Regions from separate parts of the Hordeum vulgare genome. Here region 1 is linked to region 2. Evidence: chromatin contacts called from public Hi-C data. All regions are on one chromosome and are shown on one strand. The core of a region is the stretch at or near the end of the contact, and the rest is flanking DNA. Distances in the headings are between cores, read along the strand shown. Region 1 holds the start of LOC123444123 (splicing factor SF3a60 homolog). Region 2 has its middle 88 kb from the start of LOC123440104.

What was found. A called contact is a pair of places that touch in the nucleus more often than the background predicts.
Region 1: a contact with region 2 is called in a Hi-C map of seedling, with 2.2 times the contacts expected there. The contact joins the promoter of LOC123444123 here to the enhancer-like site in region 2. A contact is called at or near these places in 2 of 6 Hi-C or Micro-C datasets (leaf and seedling).

The regions. Positions count from the first base shown.
Region 1 is chr3H:435,391,062-435,397,955 of MorexV3_pseudomolecules_assembly, reverse strand. LOC123444123 (splicing factor SF3a60 homolog) reads right to left here and starts at 4,296. Exons shown (of 12, transcript XM_045120741.1): 1 at 3,916-4,296; 2 at 3,283-3,393; 3 at 2,691-2,795; 4 at 1,788-1,930; 5 at 97-193. The coding sequence starts at 4,089.
Region 2 is chr3H:434,971,507-434,978,168 of MorexV3_pseudomolecules_assembly, reverse strand. No RefSeq gene overlaps it. Among protein-coding and RNA genes, the nearest start is that of LOC123440104, 88 kb to the left of the region's middle. Within about 2 kb of position 5,223, at least 3 of the 3 cell types and tissues checked have open chromatin away from gene starts, as enhancers often do. A contact at or near this core is called in leaf and seedling, where this site is marked.

The sequences.
Region 1 (6,894 bases), core at 3,047-5,546, 420 kb before region 2:
ACAAGTCTCAAGTGATACACTATGTCATCACATAAGCAGGTGTGAGCACAGACCACAGTAGAGAGACAGTATAGTAAAATGTACAAGAGGATTGACCTTTGTAAAAATCTTCTCAATATCTTGCAATGGTTCTGTGCGATACAGAAATGACGTCAGATATTCCAAAATATGCTCCAAATATTCTTTGTATGGCCTGACAAATTGAAGAAAATGGAAGATAAATCATCTTTACAGAAATATATGGACTTACAAAAATATAATTAACCAAACAAATGTTAGACATGCTAAGAGTAAATTTTAATTAACCCCATATACTTGAATACAGATCTTACTACGACCCCACCACTCTAGTAGTTACCTGTTATGTTTAGTGAACACGGTATTCTTAGGTAACACTATATTGTTAGTTTAATGAACAGATTGCAGAGGAAAAGAGGGAGTTCAGGGATAACAGAAGACAATATTTTATACGTAACTTGAGATTCATGTACAACCTATAGCTCCTTGTATATTGGAAATTCAAGCTCGATGCAAAGGGAAGGGGAATCCTAACATGACTAATCCTGACCTGATAAAAAACTATCAATCTGGTATCAAGCACATCAGGATGAAGAAGTGGTGTGGCAATGCCATCGGGAGTGGCATCCAGCAAGGAGGTAGTAGGCTTGGCTGGAGCTTGAGGTACAAGGGTGATCCCGCCTAGTGTGGGGAACATCATTGGCGCAAGTTAATGTGAAGGAGGTTTCGATGGAAAGAGGCAGTGGGTGAGAATGTGAGGGAAGGAGAGCAGCCTCCTTCCTGTGTGCACAGAGAGCAGTGTCCAATGGGACTAGTTGCGTTCTAGTTTTTGTTTGATGCACTGGCTGCTTTTATAGTTCTGCTTCATAGGCCCAACAGTAACAGTTTGTTTCCCATGTGTACCCAAGGCAGGGGCAGTGGTTACTGCCTACTGATTCATGCCTTCATTACTCACCTACTTCTCAGAGTGTCGACACTAACCGTATCATTTGTAAAGGTGCTGATTGATTAGCCTCCTCTGTCATTTGTTATAAAGTAGCCATGTTGTTCCAGAATTCACACTAACTATACCGTAAATCTCTCTACTGAAATAATTTGTTGCTTACCCATGAATTGTAATTTTCTGTTACCTATTGTGCTAGCCCCCCCCCCCCCCAAAAAAAAGCACTGTTCATCCCTCGAGCCCTGGGCACAGCTCTGAAGCCCACAGAGGGGCACCAGGGCAAATGAACCAGACCACTCTTGCTTGTCCATTGCATTTACCAATTCCAGTTCATGTTTAGACCTGGGAGTTGCCACCCACAAAGGGGCACCAGGGCAAATGAACCAGACTACTCTTGCTTGTCCATTGCATTTACCAATTCCAGTTCATGTTTTAGACCTGGGAGTTGCCACCAAGTGGGATGCACCTGGAAATTGGGTGAACGGGGCTAATGTTTACTTCATGCCATGAGCTTTTCATCGTGGGCACTCGTATTCGACAGGGTTGTTACTGCATGCTACAGATTTTCGGGTTCCCATTTCCTTGGTTTATGGCATCCATTACGCGATTATTTTGTTGCTACGATACCGAATACCAATCAAGCTGGATTGGCTGGGAAGGTATGCCTTTTGGGGTCCCATTTGGTCAGGAATTGGCCTTCCTAGTTCTAACCAACACAAGAAGAAATTAAGGGAAATATATCTAAGATGGATGTAGAATTGCATTTTTAGATAAGCTCTTGCCAGGAGATATGTACTCGGTCTTAGAGAATATGCTGATAACATACCTGGTAGCTTTCAGATTATGTGCAATTTTTTCAGTCTGAGCAAAAGTGCCAACGTATGCTGAGTATTCCAATAGTGATCCAAACTTTGAATTTATGAACTCGTTATAGAGCTCATGTAAGTCCAAGTACCGGCCAAATGCTTCCTATCAAAACACAAAGCAAGAACATTAGCAAACTTAAAAGTGACTGCGATCAGAACAGCATATAAACATAAACAGCGCCAATGGGATGAACATTCAATGTGGATTAGAACTACACGATAATGCACATACTAACAATAAATGAGCAGTGATTGGTTCTCAAGTTATCATGCTCCATCTAGTATCTTGTCATTAACCTAAATCTTACCATGCATAGCACCGTGATCCTACAAGAGGAATCAAATAACCCTGCAGAAATTAAAATACACGTATCACAATAGAGATATCCTCGAGTTCAAGACTGCTGCAGTAAAAAGGAAAACAAGGGTGCTACTGGACACTACAATGTTCTTAGCAGGCATACTTTATTGATGATTTACCTTAACTTTGGCACTTAATATAATCAGCTAAGTAGTTCCTAGCAGACAGACTTTATTGATGATTTACACCAATTTTGGCAGTTATTGTAATCAGCGAAGTATGGCAGCGCAAAGCAGTACTAGACAATTTAGATAAAGGCGTCTAGATGAGGTTGCCATGAATTTCACTTCTCAAAAAAGGAATATATAAACATAGCTATGTATATACTACAAAAAACTAGCATATCTGTAGATAGTCAAGATAACTGTATGCAAGTAAAGAACTCAAGAAAACTGTACGCAGGTAAAGAAAATCAGATAAACCACAACATGGCTTAGGATTAAACAATTGCACAAATCATCTCAAGCAGGGTTACTTAAGTGAAAATTATACGGGACAGTACCTCGCCAGTGAATTCAATAGTCGGTTCCTCCTTTAGTAGCTCCTCATAATCATCACTTTCACTGACGAAGCGGGCAGATTGATTCCTTCTATGGTAATCACGAATCTGCAGGCATGCAACAAACTGTAAATGAAAGAATAATCACCACTCAAGAAATAGTATAAGCTCAAGTTTTCCAATAACACCCAGTTCTGATCTGCATCACGTGTGTCGACCAGAGGGTCATGGTTGAGATGATGTGCAGGATAACATAACCAGAAAATTAACCAGTACGTAAGTAGTGTAATTTCCAAGTAGGATGCTATAAAACATGCTCTAATCTTATTATTTGGCTTTTTTATGTCGTTAAGAAAATCTAGAAAGTCACTGAATAATTTGGTTTCCTACCATCCAAATTTTGGTGGGATAGTCCAGGATCAAATTATTAGAAAGAACTACCAACTAAACAACAATAGTATGGAATGTTTTTGTCAGTGCATGAACTGCAGCATCCACCGTCTGTCTAGCTTTTTGCCAATTTCAACTGTCTGGTTCCATGGAGTGCTCAAGTGATTCTTGGTCAGAGTCAGACGGGCTAAAGTTGATTATTTACCTCTTTCAGCCTTTCATAGTACTTGGGGAAGATGTCAATTTGCACCGGCGCGGTAAGATGGGTGGACATCTCATCCTTCCTAGCACCGTCCTTGTCTTCATAGATTTCCACCTGATTAAGAAAGTCGTATTAGCCAAAATCTCCTTAGAAAGAAAAACAGACGATTCCTAGAACAACAAAAACGGGGAAATAACAGCACGAAAATAAAAGTCAAAAGATAATCCAGTGATTTTATCTACGCTTGCCCATATATATATATCCTATACTACAGACAGCGTGCAAAATAGCTCAATTTCAGTTGTCTGAAACGACTTATAATAGTGAACGGAGGGAGTATAAAAAATATAAAGCCGAAAAATCAATTTATCTAGCTCGAGTTCGGGATTCCCCAGAATTAGCACGGGTCGACCAACGCCAAACCATAACAGGTGGAGCTAACACACAGGCAACCCTAGGCACCTCAATTCAAGATATCGCAAGTGACATGGAACAAAACCAATCCTAACCGACAGAAAGCATAGATGCAACGCGGCCAAGCTCTGGCCACGGCAGACAAGCACTACACGAAAGCTACAGACACTACATCAGGCGCGAAACCCTAGAGAGACAGGCGGAGGAGGAGGAGAGGCGTACCAGCTTGTCGGAAGTGGAGACGACGAGATCGAGCATGTGACGGACGCGGTGGGACTGGAAGAGGCGGTCGCGCGCGTTGGCGGGTTCGCGCTGAAGCTCGCGCACCGCCAGGCGCTCCAACCGCTCGAGGTCCTCGTGCGCCGCCCGCGTGGCCTCCAGCACAGACGACGCCATGGCGGCCGCTTCAGCTAGGGCACCCTAGTCCTCTCCTCTGCTGGTACCCCGTGTGGTACCAACAGAGCCCGGGGGGTCACGCTGCGCGGCAGAGTCTGGGAACGGCGAGGGAGGTCGGGAGGGGAGCGCGTCGTGGCTAGGGTTTTGAGATTTCGCGGCCCGGGACGGACTTGTCGGGAGGACGACCGGAGAGGAAATCTCGGGTTCGTCTATTTCTCGCTGGTAGCGAGAGGGGACGACCCCTCGCTCGGTTTTTTTTTGGCTGTCGTGCTGCCCGCGTGCTGGGCCGGCCCATCAGCTAACTCCCTGTGTTTCCTGCGTTTCTCTAAAAAAAACGAGTTCACCCGTTCATTGGTCCACATTATCGCTAATTTTTTAAAATAATGCATTTTTATTTAATTACACAAATGATATGCAATTTCAAAAAATTGCAAAAATATACGGCCTTGGCCGTTGCTCTGGACAAAAGGATCTAGTCAGCCACGGCGTAGCCGATTAGTGGCTAATCAGCCACATGGGAGCCGATGATTGGCTCGGCCATTTCACGACCGGCCATTCAGCCTGGTGGCTAGGCAGTCGGCCTACTAGTGGCCGACAAGGCCAATCGGCCTCACCAAGACGACAGGAGGCGGGTAGGCCTCTGTCGCCCCGCTCCCCCCTTCTTCCTCCTTCATTCCTTTGTTTTCTCTCCTCCTCTTTGCTTCTCTCTCTACCCGGAAACACTATGATTTACACACAAAATGTGAGTTGATTTCTTCCTCATTTTCCATCGTAGTTGAATTCTAGATGGTTAGGAGAGTCAAAGGAACCGTCAATCTCGCGATGGGGTAGTTCGTGGTGATGGTGTTGACCATTTTGGTGGTGGTACTGGAGGTGGTTGAGGTGGAGGTGGTTGAGGTGGAGGTTGAGGTGGAGGTGGTGGTGGAGGTGGAGGTGGTCGAGGCTGCTGCGTTCGTCGTTCTTCTCTCAGTATTGTCGTTCGTTGTTTCTTCGCACACTTCAAGGATGAGATTCAACGTCCGTTCCCGTAGCTTTGTGTAATATATTTAGGTTTGTGAATTATTGTGTTTAAATATTTTTAGGTGCTTCCATAGATTTGGATATATTTAGATCTGTGAATTAAGGTGTTTGAATATTTTTAGGTGCTCCTGTAGCTTTGGGAAATATATTTAGGTCTGCGAATTTTTAGTTGATCCGAAAATAATTTAGGTTTGTCCTTCTGTTAAAATTTGTCCATGTTGAATATTTTTTAGGTCAACAGAGATGTTTGATGCAGTGAAGTTAGGTTTTCACTACGGTCCTAATACTCTTCAAACAAATGAGATGGGGGCTGATCTGAGTGAATTTAGTACATTAAGATACAAGTGGCTTCCCCTAAAACATGGTGTGTTAGCCAGTTGACAGAATGGTCGGCGGATGTTTACTGTTTAATATTTAAACACACATCATCGATGTTCATGCATTATGAACGCGGTCCAGTTTAAATATATACTTTTATTTGAAGCTATAGAGCGGGGCGATTAGTGGGTGCACTGGTTAAAAGGTTGCGAGCGTATGGTATGTAATCTTGTCACCTTACTGTGAAAAGAATGACGGAAAAGCGAGGCGAAAAAAATTAACATGTTCAAATTAAGATACAACTTGCTGAAATTAACATACAACTTGCAGCGAATTATAAGATACAACTTGATGTGATGCGAATTTTAGGATACAATAACATAAATATACTGAGTCCAACATTATTCTATTGTCTTGGTTGCACAAGTGTGACAGCCTGATGCCGACGCCCCAGAAGATTCCCCCTTTATTTCCGTTTCCGTCGTGTGATTATTTTTATTTGTTGCATCATCATTTAGTTTGCATCGTCGCATCATGCATGGCATCTTGCATCATCTGATGTGTGTGGTGTTTTGAGTGTGTGTGCTTCAAGTGCGTTAGTAACTCCCCTTCTCTCCCCTCTTGTTTCATTTTTGTGGTTTTGCTAAAGTTTCCGTTTTAACCCCTATTTAAAAATAAGGTTAGTCTTTAAAAAAAACTTTTATTAAATATGGAGGCAACCCCGTGGGTTTCCTTTATTTTTTTCCTTTTGTTTTATTTCAAAACTAGAGTCTCATTTTACTGGTAAAAGGGGTTTATTTTATTCTCTTGTAAAAAGGGTTTTATTTTATTCTTTAAAAAATGTTTTATTTTTTATTCGTTTAAAAAATGCCCAACTATTTCTTATATTTGGGGTAGGGTTTTAAAGGAGCGAAAGAATATATTTTTTATTTGTTAAAACATTTTAGTTTGGTGTGTGTTTTTCTGTTTTAAAGAGGAAAAAAAGCAAACAAGAGAGAGGGAGAGGAGCCAGTCGGCCAAGGCCCAAGGCCCAAGCATCCCCGGTCTAACCTAGCGCCACGAGCCCGAGCCCCCCCGTCCCTCGTCTCTCGTTCTTCCTCCCGTGCGCCGCCACTCCTTTCCCTCGCGCATGTGCCGCGCCGACCCTCTCTGCTCTCCCATCGCCCGTGCCCCGCCGTCACTCGCCGACACCGCCATGCCATGGCCCGACCTCGGCCTCACCTGCTCCTCGCCGTTCTCCCTCGCGCGACCCCTGCCGGAGCCCCTCCTCCGCGCGTCCGCCACCATGGCCTGCCGCCGCCGGCTATAGGGAGCTCCCCTGCCGGATGTCAACGGAGACGAGGCTCTCCTCGCCGCGTGCCCGACCTCGCCATGGCGCCAGCTCGCCTCGCCTCGACCCGGTGCGTCGCCCGCCGCCGCTCCCCTGCTGCCAAGCCCTCGAGGGCCCCGTCCTCCTCCTCTTTGTGA
Region 2 (6,662 bases), core at 3,974-6,473:
TATAAAGTTTAATTAATTTGGGGCTACGGTTATTTTGTTATGAAATAAATAATTTTCGCATGGTATTTATGCAAACTTGATCAAACGGCAAGCTTATACATTTTAATCATTCATGAAAGTAGGATATTGCCAATCTACATGAAATTCCAATCATTTTACATATATAAAACATTTTAATCCAATGCACAGTTATTCATCTATTAGCATTTTGAAACAATGTCATTTCTATAATTTGCAATGCACTCGATAATTGCTAAATTCATGTGAGGAAGAAATAACACATGAGCCGAATCTGTTGTAATGGCTAAATAGGGTGTGTGCAAGATAGCAAAGCAATGCACATGGCACGGAATAGCAGGCGATGCTCACCTCGCGGCTTGGCTGGGCCAGGGCGGAACTGGGGAGGATCTGGGCCGAGGGCTCACGGTTGGGCCCACGGAGGCGACACGAGGTGAGGCTGGATCGGGCACCTCGTCCTCCCCTGGTCATGGCACAGATGGTGCAGGTCAACGACAACACAACGCCAGCAAGGAGGCACGGAGGACGTGGGGTAGGAGAAAACGGGGTGGAGGAAACTGGATCCGGGTGTGGTGGTCTGGTCAGCGGAGCTTGTGTGCGATGGTGGGGCGTCCATGGTGGGCACTTGGTGCAGCGGCGCGGTGAGTCCAAACGTTGGTGAAGCTCGTGGCGAGTGAGGAGGGAGGCGGCGGCACCGCGGCTGCGGCGAAGGCGAGAAGGGTCTGCCGAGCAAGGGCGACGGGGTCAAGAGTCGCGTGCGGCTGTAACGCAAGGGGCTCGGGAGCTCGGGGCTCTCCGGCAAGCAGGGCTCGGGCGAGTGGCTTCGGATCGGGCGGATGATGATGGTGGTTTCGACGCCCAAGCGGGCTCCATATGGGCTCGACAGGCCCTACACGTTGGAGGAGAGAGGAGGTTGGAGAAGGTGGCGGCGACTGAGCTGGTTGGCTGAGCGTGAATCCCAAGGAGGCTAGGGTTAGGCTAGATTAGGAGGGGCTAGCCATCCTTTTATAGTAGGGGTAACTATGTTAGGGGGGATCTTGCTCCGTTTTATAGTCGTTCGATGGCGATTGAACGACCCCGAACGGAAGGGGCTTAGGCTAGGTGGTAGTGGTTTGAGAAGAGAGGGAAGTTTTTGTGGCACGTGTCAAGTTTTACAACCAAAATATCCGACAAATAAACTTGCTAGTGCTACTATATGTTTAACGGTTTGGGTATCAAACAATCTCCGAATGTGACAAAATTTGGTAAGCAGTCTACCTACACTATATTAAGATCGACGCCAACTTTTGACCCATTTCGAGAAAGTTTTATACACACTTTTTAAAACATCATTTTAAAGATGCCTCGGGCGCGTGCGTCTGTGGTTGGTCTAGAAACGTTCGTCGACGAGAAGAGAGAGAACCGGCAACTAATAACGGATGCAAGTTTCAAAAATGACGGCAAGAGAGTGTCGATGCAATGCGGATGATGCGCATGATGCGATAATGAATGTGACAATCAAATAATTCACACGACTATAATGATATGAAAAGGGAATCTTCTAGAGCATCGATCTCGGGCTTTTAGCACTCTGCTCCACTAACACGAGATCTCAACCCGAGATCTTATAATGAAAAGAGGAAGAGAAAGAGTAAAACGAAGAGGTAAGACTTAGTTGCTTGTTTGACAAACGAGTCAAATCAACATAGCTTGAAGGTTCCAAAGAGATGAAGAATGGCACGCCAAACAAGACAGAATTCAAAAGAAATTTGGGCAGCACTTCGGTAGGAAATAGAGGCAAAATTTGATAATGTGGAAAGAACTTGAAAAGATTTCACAACACGCTAGTTACATTGACAAGTAAGGAAAAAGAACATAATCTTGATAAACAAGATGATGGATCAAAGAGAGCAACCTCTCTAAAAAAAGGATGATAAAAAATAATTGAAGGTTGAAAAGAATAAGATTATGACCTTGAAAGATTTGGATGAAGCTTTGGGACGAGATACTTGAGCAAAAAAACTTGAAAGTCCACAGAACAAAAGATGAACAACTTAGAATTGATAATTTGATATCATGAACTGCTCCGAAAAGGATTCAAACCACTTTGATGAAACAAGAATAAGAATTATGTTATGCTTATCCTTCATCAAGTTAAGTTGATTACAATCAACGGATTTGGCATACGACTTATTCTTCTTGAAAAGATTGAAGAGAGATACCACAAAATTGAAGAAGTCTTCAACAAAACACCGGTAAGAATCTGGAACGAATGGGGATATTAAAAATGAATGGAATATTTGAGAACGAAGAGATCATGATCCATCTAGCGGAACTTTCAACAAGGCACCATAAAGAGGTTAGATACAAACGAAGAGACAAGAGTTGAGAAGAATTTCTGAATGAAAGCTAAAATCTGAGAACGAAGAAATCTTCTGAAGTGGGGGCCTTTGGAGGACCGAAAATGAAAACAACTCTGAAATTCTCCGAATATATATGGAAGGAATTACTCATGATCAAAAACAATTTAAGAGGATCACTACAAGCTGAGAAGACAAATCTTCAAAAGAACGGAGAAAGATTTAAGAGAAACTCTTCTTCGGTCTTCAAGTTGAGATTGATGACGAGAAACGCTACCAAGAATTACTAATACACTCCATGATAATGAATAAAGAAAGGTTGAGCCCATGATGAAAATGATTTTAAAGCAACCTTAAAGAAGGAATATGACTAATGGAATTCATTCTTACATCATATTTGAAAAGAACTTGAGGTCTACGAAAAAGATTAGAAGAACAAGGTAAGATCCTCGCAAAATCCGTGGGTTATGGGCTCACTCAAAAGAAACCACCGTTGAATTGATTGATTAGAAGGAGAGATTGCACTTGTACAATACTAAAAACGTGATGAGGTGAGACCCTCAAAATAATTTGAAAGGACTTGAATGAAAACACGAATCTTCTAAGATGTCTTTAGCACTCCGGATAGAATTGAGAGGGATGAATAAACAAGAGAGGTTTGGATAAGAATTTCCAACACAAGAAAGCATTTAAAGGATGAAAAGTATATGATGAACACCAAAACTTGAATTGAATCAACCATATAGAAAACAAGAACGAAGAATGATGAATTCAACACCTAAGTATCTTCACAATAAATCACCAGATACAATACAGAAGAAAATATAGTGGAAGCATCAATGAAAAGAAAGGCACTTGGATGCGAACTTAATTATTGAAGAAAAAGGGAGGGAGTGTGGGGAAAACAAAGAAAACTTGGGACAGATGAGACAAACTCCGAAAAGAAATATGAGGATGGATCTTCCAAGGATTGAATTAACTTGAAGAGAAGCACACCGGTTGGAAATAATTTGACATGACAATTTGATTGAGCAAAAGAATTAATACTCTCATAGAAATATGAGAACATTGCTTAGGAAAGATATGAAATCAACACTTGACACTGAAGCAACTCGAATTACCATACTCCAACAAAATGAAGGAAGAGGCTTAGGAAACAAGCGAGAAACATATTAATGACAAAGATTTCGTTTGATATTTTTGTGGGAAGGTCCGCACGGGTTCGATCTTATAGTAGCCATCATGTACAAGGGACTACACACAATATATGAAGCATCACCGAGTCATAGCAAGCTACAAGGACTCTTTAAGACACAATGGGAACCGCTATAATAAAGGCAGTTAACAAACGAACAACTAGATGTCAAACCCCAACCTCACATAGATGACACCTAAGGAAAAAAAGATGATGTCACACCTAATTAATGAGAAGAGAAACAAATTGAGTAACATAGCTAGTTACACATACACTATGAGTAACATCACACATACCAACACAAGATGAGTCTATAACCTAATAAATGAAATGTTGCATGACACCACACATATGTTACTCCCCACTATAGAGGTGGTGACATATGTTCCCCCTACATGTTACTAGTCTAAGTTACTCCCCACTATGACTAGTCTCAAAAGGAACCCATGACATGGTAAAACTCCATCCAACATTTTCCATGCTTTTTTTATCTTCCCTAGAACTCTTAACATCGAGACTTCTTTCCAGATTGAATTCAAGTTGACCCCGCTTTGATCATCTATTATGTACCCTCGCTGCCCATGTTGTTGTTCCCACTCACGTTGATACGTAGAACATATGAAAAACGCTCCGTGTCTTCTGTAATTCCATCCTATAAAATCCTCCATGCTATGCACATTCAAAGGGATTTGTAGTACACATCAAGCATCAATAGGTGAAAAAACGTCCCGAATTACCACGAACCAAATTGGGGTCAACGAGCTCATAAACCTTAGATAGGATGATGTTCCCTTTAGGAGTTATAACTTTGTTGCTCGGGCCACATGAAATCCATGCGTCGCTCTAAATATTAATTTCAGCTCCAGATCCAACTCTTGAAATGCATACCCTGTTAAAGGTTTGAATTCCCGAGACAATACCGTGCCAGGTATATGAGGAACCCTTCTTTGGTCCAGCCTTTAGGATATTTCCATCGAGATAGTACTCAACCCTTAACACACACGCACACAAAGAATCTGGGTTCTGGATTAGACGCCAACACTATTTTGCTAACATAGAAAACGATGGTTAATTTTTTAAGCTGAAGAAAAATATGATTAACTTCACTTAATTATTTCAAATTCATATATTATAGTTTTGCACTTAAATATGTCTAATGCATATGTATATGTGATACAAACGGTAGGTTTGTCTAAATTATTTATATACTACTTTGTCTGTCCAATATAAGACTAGGTATAAAAACGCTTTTGTGGTATAGGACGGAGGAGGTACATGACTGGTATATAATGAGGGTATTCTATTAATTTTGAAAACACGCACTACAATATATTCTTTTCGTTCGGAATTACTTGCACACAAATGTATAAAAAAAAATATCTAGATACTTTCATTTCGGTGACAAGTATTTTAGGACGAAGGTAGTATTTTTTTATGTTTTTAATTACACATGCCCGAGCTTCTCTTCATCGGTGTAATTTTTCCGAAAGAGGGTCATTACTAGGACAAAGGTGAATGGTGATAATCAAATGTGCTTATATAAGCAGTTACTAGATCAGCTCATCGATCTGTGGTCGAGTGGCTTTCTTTTTCAACAACTTGCACAGACGCAAAATGGTTGGTCCCCCAGGAGAGCAGCACATGGAGGGGCGCAATTGGACTTCCCCTGCGGTCCAATCGTCGTCCACCCACTGCTCCACGCCTTCAAGCGACCCCCTCCTGTGGCGCTCGCCATCAGCTTGCTGGTTGCTGGTTGCTGGTTGCAACAGTCACATTTTCCTGGCGTGTGTATATGTAAGAGCAACTACGTGTATATGCATTTCATTTCACTGCGAAAAGAAAAGCGTGTACTGTATATATCTTCGTAGTACTACTCCGCGTTACACGAGCACTTGATCCGTGTGAGGTGTGCAGCGATGGTGTGGTCCAAGGAAGAGTAGTTTGGGGACAAAGCCGGGTGAGGAAAGCAAGACGGAAATGGAGCCACCGAGCCAGGCAAGGCGGGAGGGAGTCACGTGTGTGCGCATCGGGCTATCCTCCGACCCTACTGCGAGCGTCCTACACACACCTTGCAAGCAAAGTGTGGTCAACTACGCATCGTACAACGCTTGCCGTTTTCCCAGAATACTCACTCTTGCCATCTGGACCCCGGGCCACCGTGGAGCCCATCATAAACTTTTTTCCTGGCAGCCAGGGATACTGCCATGCCATGTGTTGCTGCATGGGACCCCCGGTATGGTGACATGGGGTCCAAGAAAGCAAGCCCTGGGAACGCCCTCTGGCTCTACTCATTGCTCAAGGGCCAATACAACAGTTGACGGTTTTGTCAGAATTGTAGAAACATGCAGCCATAATGGCCGCTGTGATGGCGCACCCGCCATGTTTTGTCACATGGGATACGCTGTTCGGTACAGGTAGGCGGGCCTTCATGTCCACGAATCCATCGGGAAACCTTTCTAACACCTTTTTGGTCACGTATTGTGCAATCTTCTCTCGTTTAGACAATAAGAAATCCGCGCTTATCAAAGCCAAATGTGCTAGCACTCAATATTTTTCTCTCACGAATGCCGGGGAAGGATTAGCGTTGAATAACTAAAACTATCGGAAAGAAAGAAGTGCTAGCAATTTGCTTCCGCCCTTCCCGTCTTCCGCAACCTCCCGCGTTTGATGCAAGACACGGCTTTGCGTACAAAGGAATATACCCCTATTTTTTTTACTGCTTTGACGTTGTTTTGCTAAGAACTTTTCAGTCGTCCACCGAGCGTGTGACAATATCGTGTGCGTACATCCCTATATATGCATTAGATGGGCTTAAACTACTTAGGTTGGTTTAACCCATTGTCAATTTGTCATAGTATGCGCTAGCACATTGTTTCTGTCCTACCATATACTACTACTACAAGTATACTAGTGCTCATCGCCTTAGTAGTTCACAACTTTGTGTCCTAGGCTTAATTATGCCAAGAAATAAAATACTAATCCGTTGATACAGCTGTAGTAATCATGGTTGATGTACTAGTTTCGAATCTTTATTGATGTGCCAGGAGTGCAAAACCCCTCTGCCATTGGTTTCTCAGGATCTCTATCCCTTGGCGTCATGTTAGAAACAA